Linked DNA regions of Mus musculus: regions 1 and 2 are each linked to region 3. A link is a contact called in public promoter capture Hi-C data. All regions are on one chromosome and are shown on one strand. Each heading gives the region's core, a stretch centred on a gene start, on an enhancer-like site or on the middle of the called end of the contact. The rest is flanking DNA. Distances are from core to core; before and after follow the strand shown. Region 1 holds the start of Tbata (thymus, brain and testes associated). Region 2 holds the start of Adamts14 (a disintegrin-like and metallopeptidase (reprolysin type) with thrombospondin type 1 motif, 14). Region 3 holds the start of Nodal (nodal).

Region 1 (2,700 bases), core at 82-2,581, 250 kb after region 3:
ACACACATACATCCATACACATACACAAACACACACAAACTCATTCTCACACATTCATCTACACATACAGACACATCAAAAAACCACACACCATACCCACACACTCATACACACCCATACATACATATACCTAAACTCATACACATCCACCCCCAAACACACACACAAATTCCCAGGCAAACAGAATTATCACAAACATGAGATCAAACAATAAAATAACTAAGGACATTTCCCTAGTGGCATTTTAGGGACAAGGAGGAGAGCACACAGGAGATGAGTTAGTGGTGGTGCTGTGGTCCTTGAGCAGGTGGCTCTTACTCAGCTCAGTGCATTTGTAAGTAAACCAATGAAAAGAAATGGATGAAAGACGACAGATATCAAAGCCAGAATTATGGTTAAATCTACAGGCCCTATGCAAGCGTTGGGGACCTGGTGCAAGTGAGTTCTGAGAAAGGTGCTGGAACCACAGATATGCAAGGCTCTCTGAGATGCCTCGGTGCCACCACCATCAGGTTAGTAGTAGGTGATGGGTTGGCTTCATTTGAGGCTGCACAGTCAAGGGCCAGCATAGTCATCTGGCTCACAGGCTGCTGATCGGTTGTCTAAAAAGAGTGAGCAGGGCTCCCTCTTCAGGAAACTCCATGCATGTATCATTGATGGTAGGGGCTGGGGTTCTTGGATGTTTCATGCTTGAAGACAGGGCATTTGAAAGTCCCTCATCCACCCGCCTACAGGAAAAAGTGCTCTTTAGAATAGAAACTCTCAAACACTCTTGACCATTACAACAGCAAGAAATCCATTTTTCCTTAGGTCTAAATTCGTGTGTGTGTGTGTGTGTGTGTGTGTGTGTGTGTGTGTGTCTGCATGCGTGCATGCCTCCGTGCCTGTATGTGTCTGCAGTGGTCATGGGAGTAGTCTGAAGCAGTATCTACATGTAAGATGTACGAGTATACTTGCATCTTGATTTTTTTTCTTCATGAATGTTAGACATGAGCCATTAAATTCTTCAATAAGATTAAGAATCAACACCCACCTACAAGGGTCAGTAGGACCTAGGAAGAGAGACAGATGAGGTCACTGCAGCCCATCCCTGCCCTCCCCTGCCTCTGATCCTGGGCTCGTTGATAGTCAGTTACAAGAGATCTGAAGGGAGCCACCAATGTAACCACAGGAACCCTCTTATCCCCCCACAATTCCTTTGTTGTCACCTGGAGCCAGATCCCATTTCATTCCCTACCCTCCTGAGAGGGCCCTGAACTCACCAGGAAGATGTCCACTATAGCATATGAGCAAGAAGCCCCTGGTGCCTGACCAAGATGGAGAAGAAGACTAATCAAGGGTAAGGCTTGTCGGAATTGTGGGCAAACCTGTTGCTTTGTGACTATGCTGAGCCCAGTGGTTGCTAGGTTACCCCTTCCCCACAACTCCAGAACATAGCCCAACACCTTTCTCCCCCACCACTGTGGAGTTCATCTTTCCCCTTCCTGGGGAGTTGGGGGTAGGGCAGGCAGACAGCTCACAGAGGACTCTTTCTTATCCCTTGAAATTCCTCCTCTGCTTCTTATCCAAGCACTTCCAGTACGGACCCACACAAGTAGGTTAACTACCCAGTCGAACCAGTCAGAAGGTGAAAATCTGTCCAAGGTCTTGCCAGCTTGCCAGAGGTCGATGCTGCTGTGCATAGTTGAGCCTTTGGGAGCTTTGATTCTTGGGATCAGTCCTGAGGGAGCTATTTATTTCTTAGGTAGAGAAGAGGAACCCAATCATAGGATCTGGTGGGTCCCTGTGGCTTCACTTGAAGGGCTGGCAGGGAGGGAAGGTTAAGGTCTTCAGTTAGCTAAAATGCCTGTGTTGCCAGGGGTATGGAGCGCAAAGCACCTTGTTAAAATCCCATTCTGCCATTTATCCTGTTGTGATTTCAGAGAGTCTACCCAAAGGCTCTGAACTTCATACCTCTAGTCCTATCAGAGTTCCTGCTAACACAGGAATGACATAAATGTTTATAAAACCAAGTTCCTGATCTCATAGGAATAGTGGATGCTTATTTTCTACAATCTCCCCAAGTTTCATCTAAATCTAACCAGTTAGGCACATTATATACAGTTTTCTAGCATATCTGCATTTTTTTTTCCAAAATTTTGCTCAAGAGGTCAGGCTCGGGGTAGGGTATTAATTACTCTTAGGGGCTCAGGTCTGGTAGGGCTGAAATGGGGTCCCCACTTATTGTCCCTTGGAAATCGACTTAACACGCATGAAAGTGCTTACAACACTATGTGGCTTCAAATCTGATCTCTTACCGATTACTGTGTAGGCTGGGGCTGGGGAACGAGTGCTGTCGCCTACTCCGGGCTTGCTCTGAAGAATAAATGGATTGTTGTGAGTAGAGTGCCTAATGATGTGCATGCTGGAGATACTCTAAGAGGGGGGCTGGGGAGATGGCTTCGTCTGCAAAGTGTTTGCCCTGCAAGCGTGAAGGCATGAGTTCAACCTCCAGAACCCTCGTGTCAAAAAAACAAAACAAACAGAAAAGCTGGGTCACAGTGTTGTCACACCTACAGTATCAGCACTGGACAGATTTAGCTGGCTCCCTGACACTCTTGGGTCATTAGCTCAGTGTGCTGGGTAGATCCTCATTTGTTTTATCATTATTTTTAAAAGATTGTTTATTGTATGTAAGTACACTATAGCTGTCTTCAGACA
Region 2 (2,700 bases), core at 130-2,629, 140 kb after region 3:
CCAGCTCACAGCTCATGACTCAGACTCAGGGGGTCGGAGCTACAAGTCTATTCTTCAGGGCTTGCTCTGTTGGGGGCAGGAAGGAGTTGCTGGAATCTGGCCAGGGTGCCTGGGCTTTCTAAAGGAATCTTCTCTGGGATGGCTTCTCAGGAGGGAGCAAGTGAGCTATCCTTATGTCACTTGCCACATCTGTTCCCAATTTACAGCTTGGAAGACTGAGGTCCTGGGAAGTCAAGCCCTTATCTTAGAACCACTTCGATTGGCAGAGCTCTGGGGATGAACCTCTGTAGCCTACAGCCTGGTCTTCTCCTTGACTCTCCTTCAATACTGACCCACTTCTTGTCCCATCAGCTTCACACAGCCCCCCCCACACACACACACACCTTGTCATGACCTCACAGGTCTTTAAGAGAAAGACTTAACATTTATTCATCTGGTGGTTGGTTGGTGACATTTCTAACTGAGTGCTTCCATGTTACCTGGAGTATAATGGGTATCAGCTCTCTGAGCTGACTTCAGAAATGAGCTGGCCACCCCAGACCCCAGCATCATTTCAAAGCCATAGCCACAGTTAAACACAACAACAAAATCAAAATAGCAAGGCCAATCAGATCCTCCCTGCTCTAAGTTTCCACCTGTGAGTAGTTTGAATTCGAGTCTCATTGCAAATTATTAAGGACATACTTGTAAAGTGAAGCAAGAACATGGGGTTTTCTGTTGGGCTCTGGGCCCTGACTGTGGAACTGTTCTCAGCGAGCTGCCAAGACAGCATCTGCTCAGCCTGTGGACGCTGTGTTCCTTGCACTACCGTGCTCAGTACTGTGACAGGGGTGGACACGCTGGGTGTTCATCTTTTGCGTGCTGTGGTTAACAATTATGCCACAGATGAAGAAACTGAGACTCAGCACCAGGATTTCCATACGAGCAGTTGGGCTGTAAAGCCTTGCAGCCCCCCCACCCCCTCATATCGTTGTGACCTGACAGTCCACAGCGCTATCATCTGCAAAGTGGGACGATTCAAGGGGTCAGGAGCTAGTTGGGCATCCTGACAGGGGAGGGGGAAGCTCCCAATCTGCGCCTTCAAAATTCAATGGGGACACTCCTGGGTGCGGTGGCTCTGGAGTAGTCACAGAGCCTGCAAACGGGGAGGAGCGGCTATGGGAAGAGGATCAGGCCGTGACTCCGGAAAGCTCTGGCGTCTGAAGGGACGATCACCCCGTACGCCGGGAGCCCCTGCGCGGGCTCCGCGTGGCACTTCCGATCCGGGCCGCATGCCTTAGCTCGCCAGGCCCGCCCCCGCCCCCGGCGCCCGCGCCCCCCGCCCGAGCCGCGCGCCCCGCCCCGCCCGTGTACCCGCCCCGCGCCCCTAGCCCGGCTCGCCGAGTCCCTGCGGCTCGGGACAGCGCGGGCGGACTGAGCTACCGCCGCTGGAGCCAACAGTGAGGGCGCCGTGCTGGGGGGCCGGGAACGGGCCAGCAGGAGGCGGAGGCTGCCGGCTGCTCTGCGATCCGGCAGTCCCGGGACTCTGACTCCTGGAGGTCCCCGTCCCCGCGCAGCCACATGGCTTGGCTCCGAGCTCTGCTCCACTGCCTGCTGCCCTGGTACTGCGCGCTCTGTGCCGCCGCCGGCAGTCAGACCCCAGGTGCGTGCGGGCCGGGCGCGCGGGGACGTGGGGTCTCTGGGGGTGCTGGCGGCCAGAGTGGCTCCTGGATGCAGGAGCCAACCAGGCAGAGTTCGAGGGGAGTGGAAGGCGGTGCGCCTGGTGTGGGTTGAGTTGCTTAGCTTTGGCTGCTTCTAGTAATCCCTGTCCCTTTCCTGTCACTGGAGGTAGTGTGACCTGCAGGAGAGGATTGGGAACTCTTCCAGTGAAGAAAAGTCACAACCCACCCTTCCCCTCACCACCCCAACCCTCCGCCATTGATCTTTCAATGCCCTGTCTCCACTTGTGGGATTGTTTGCACGTGCGCCTCTGAGTGTGCATGTCTAAGATGTCTCACACAGAATCAGGCTAACAGATGATTGCTTCCCATAGAAGAAAACTGTGGGCACTCTTGCTTCTGACCAGTAAGAAGTTTGTACCCTAATTCTCCTCCATAGCATCCTCAGACACTGTAGACCGTCTCCCAGGAAGAGAGCAGAGACATACCACACACATCTCACAGCACGGGTACCCTTCAGGTGCTTTTAGGCAAACAAGAAAAGGCTCTAGTTATTTCCAAACAGGGTTCATGTGCCCAAGTGGGACCGGTCTTGCGCAGTTTTGGGTTCTGCAATCTTAGCTGTCCAGCTAAGAGATAAAGGAGCACCATACTCCGAGTACAGTGTCCTGGGGGATCTCAAGGGTGCATCCTTCCTTTGTGTGTGTTTTATCAGTGCTGCGAGCTGAGGAGGCAAGAAACGGAACTGTGGAGAGTGAAAACTCCTTCCAACTTGTGTCCATGAATCACCAGGCCTGGAAGCCAATGAGCTGTCTTTTCTGACTGGCCGTTCACAGGGAGAAAGCTGGGGCGGGTGAGGATGGGGCCCACTGGCAAATGGCCTACAGCCTGGGGCCATGACCTCACACTTAAGTCAGCCCAAGTGGGCAGGTCACCCCCTGTGTCTCTTTTTATTTTGGAAGCTCTATATTTATCCTGCTTGGGGCTGGACAGTGCAGAAATCTCACAGCCACTGTGATGCTTTAAAAAAAATCTTTCCTTT
Region 3 (2,700 bases), core at 26-2,525:
TGGCCAAGCTGCCCAAGAGGCGAGATGTTGATTGCGCCCAGGAAGGTAGTCCTGAGTCCGAACTCCCTCTCCTGGGCACCCACCTGTCGGCCTACTCTGGTGAGCATCACTCAGGTCGCTGGGTCAAACACACACACACACACACACACACACACACACACACACACACACACACACACACACACACACACGAACACCTCGATCCAAGTAGGTTCCGAGCCTGTTGGTCACCAAGGACACCTGACACCGCCCAACCACGAGAGTTGCCTGAGTTCTGGACTTTCTACACCCGATCTCTAATTTCGGATCTTTGAGCCCTAGTTCCTGGTGTCACTTGCTGCAACCGGGATAAAACCAGTAACGACTTGTTTTATTTTACGCCCGGTTCTGGGCAGAGCGTTTCTGGGGGAGATGGGGCGTTGTCACCTAGTCCCTTCTATAAGTCTATCAAAAAGGTCTTACGATTTCTAAACTACAGATGGGCAAACTGAGACTCGCAGGTGCTCAGTGGCGCAATCCGGCCCACGCCCTACCCTTTTTACCCTCTACCATTAGAGGTAGGACCGACCGGAAAGGCGGTGGCCCCTGGTTCCATTCCGATCGCGCCACTAGCGCTGTGCTGAGCCTGCCCACGGAGAAACAATTAATCCCAGTCTCTGGACGATTCTTGATGCTCAGTCCCCGCTGCAACCATCGCGCGCCTCCCGGCCGTGAGCCCTTAAGTGCTGGCGAGGCCAGGCTTGCAGCCTACCTTGCGCCTGGAGGCTGCGGATGATGTCCGCCCGAGGCAGCGGGTCTCGGTAGAGGCTCAACATGTACGCCAGAGGGGACGGTGACGAGGGCTGCCCCCGTGTCCACAGAGGCAAAGCGGCCGCGGTCGGGGCGCGCGGGTGGAGTAGAGCCCAACAGGCTTGAAGAAGAAGGATGCGGAGGCTGTGGGCACTCATGGTGGGCTGTTTGGACCCGCAAACAACACCAGGGTCCCTTATATCTGAGCCGCCGCCGCCCCGCCCCTTTCCCTCCCTCCCTCCGGAGAGGCCTATAACCTATAGGTTAAGAACTTATAACCACCCTGGAGGGGCAGGGCAGGGGAGCCCCTGCTGAGGGGAGGTGTGATGTGCTGAGAAAGACTACAGAGAAATTGTGGCGGGGGGGGGGGGGGGGAGTTAGGGGTGCATACAGACTCTGAGTCTAAACCGCCCCGCACCTTGCCCCTCTACCTCGGGAAGTCTCCCTGCTGAGACAGCGGGCTAAGGCTTGCTCCGAGTGAAGCTTGATGAGCTAGAGGTGTGTTGGAGCCCTGGCTGGCTTCAACCCCAGAACCACAATAATGGCTTCCTTACTCTGCCTCTTCTGGACCCCTCGCGGTCCTCTCCAGTTCATCCAAAAACAGGTAGGGAGTGCTGGGCTAGGGGCCAGTCCTCTCTTCTGGGTAGCACCAGGCTAGCCTGAGCTACATCCTTCATTGGCAAGGCCCCTAGGTAACTAGGGGTTATTGAGAATTTGAAAGAACAAAGATTAGCCGGGTATGGTGGCGCACACCTTTAATCCCAGCACTCGGGAGGCAGAGACAGGTGAATTTCTTTTTTTTTAAGATTTATTTATTTATTATATGTAAGTACACTGTAGCTGTCTTCAGACACTCCAGAAGAGGGCGCCAGATCTCGTTACGGATGGTTGTGAGCCACCATGTGGTTGCTGGGATTTGAACTCCAGACCTTCGGAAGAGCAGTCGGGTGCTCTTACCCACTGAGCCATCTCACCAGCCCAACAGGTGAATTTCTGAGTTCGAGGTCAGCCTGGTCTACAGAGTGAATTCCAGGACAGCCAGGGCTACACAGAGAAACCCTGTCTCGAAAAACAAAACAAAACAAAACAAAACAAAAGATGAGCTCTAGGGACCTTGTTCTTGGTGACAAATGCCAGCTTCAAATACCAAAGTGCCCTCCTGGGGAGCAAGGGGAATAATTACTGGAAGCTGAAGGCCCAGCTATAGGGAATCTTGATTCTTGGTGGTTTGAGGGTGACAGGTCCTTACCTGCTTGCTATGGGAGTTTTTGAAGGTGGAAAAGAAAAGCTGGAGGTTTGCTGGCTGCATCTCCTGCCTGCGGGGCAGAGCCCTGGGACATCTCAGTCACTCTCCAGACCTGCTGACTTTGTCTGCCCAAGACAGAATTAAATGTCTTTGGTTTTTCTCAAAGTAACTGTCCTCAGTCATATTTCTTGTTTATGAGGAAATTCAATGTAACAAATATGCCATACGCGTAAGGCTTAGGGTAAGGGGTGGTAGGGCAAGGGGTGGTCATTCTTTCACGCTGCATAAATGATTGAGTTCTTAGGAAGGGAGCCATTGAGAAGAGAATTTGCAGGATGGAAAGATCCTAGCCTTTGTGTTTTCAAAAGGGAAGGCGGGATAGAAATTACCTTTAAAGAAATGTAAATTCCTGTCCCAAAGTCCGCCCCCATGTTTTCCTCCTCCATGACTAGTTTTCTCTTAGTTACTCCCCACCCCCACCCTGCCCCCTTCAAGCCTCCAACTAGCACATTAGCAGCTGCCTAACATTTACTGAACACCTACTATGTGCTGGGTACTTTACCCACTTGGGCGCTCTCACAAGTTGCGGGATGAGCAGGTGCTGGAAGCAGAGGGAGACACACAGGGCCCGCAGACCTGCGTGATCCTGTAGGAACTGCTCTAAA

The links. Promoter capture Hi-C pulls out the DNA fragments that hold promoters and counts their contacts.
Region 1: a promoter capture Hi-C map of liver shows a contact between it and region 3, with 4 times the contacts expected there. The contact joins the promoter of Tbata here to the promoter of Nodal in region 3. A contact is called at or near these places in 18 of 39 promoter capture datasets (the 3T3-L1 cell line, 3T3-L1-derived adipocytes, HPC-7-derived erythroid cells and 11 more), 1 of 484 Hi-C or Micro-C datasets (Kupffer cells), 5 of 115 datasets of contacts at active chromatin or transcription factors (embryonic hindbrain, embryonic stem cells and stem cell-derived neural progenitor cells) and 5 of 9 other capture datasets (adipose tissue, embryonic stem cells, liver and 2 more).
Region 2: a contact with region 3 is called in a promoter capture Hi-C map of liver, with 2.5 times the contacts expected there. The contact joins the promoter of Adamts14 here to the promoter of Nodal in region 3. A contact is called at or near these places in 8 of 39 promoter capture datasets (the 3T3-L1 cell line, cranial neural crest, embryonic stem cells and 4 more), 1 of 15 datasets of contacts at CTCF or cohesin (embryonic stem cells), 10 of 484 Hi-C or Micro-C datasets (brown adipocytes, cardiomyocytes, cortical glia and 5 more) and 2 of 115 datasets of contacts at active chromatin or transcription factors (both in embryonic stem cells).

Annotation. Positions count from the first base shown.
Region 1 is chr10:61,170,595-61,173,294 of GRCm38.p6, reverse strand. Tbata (thymus, brain and testes associated) reads right to left here and starts at 1,331. Exons shown (of 10, transcript NM_001017433.2): 1 at 1,263-1,331.
Region 2 is chr10:61,272,098-61,274,797 of GRCm38.p6, reverse strand. Adamts14 (a disintegrin-like and metallopeptidase (reprolysin type) with thrombospondin type 1 motif, 14) reads left to right here and starts at 1,379. Exons shown (of 22, transcript NM_001081127.2): 1 at 1,379-1,642. The coding sequence starts at 1,561.
Region 3 is chr10:61,416,547-61,419,246 of GRCm38.p6, reverse strand. Nodal (nodal) reads right to left here and starts at 1,275. Exons shown (of 3, transcript NM_013611.5): 1 at 752-1,275. The coding sequence starts at 947.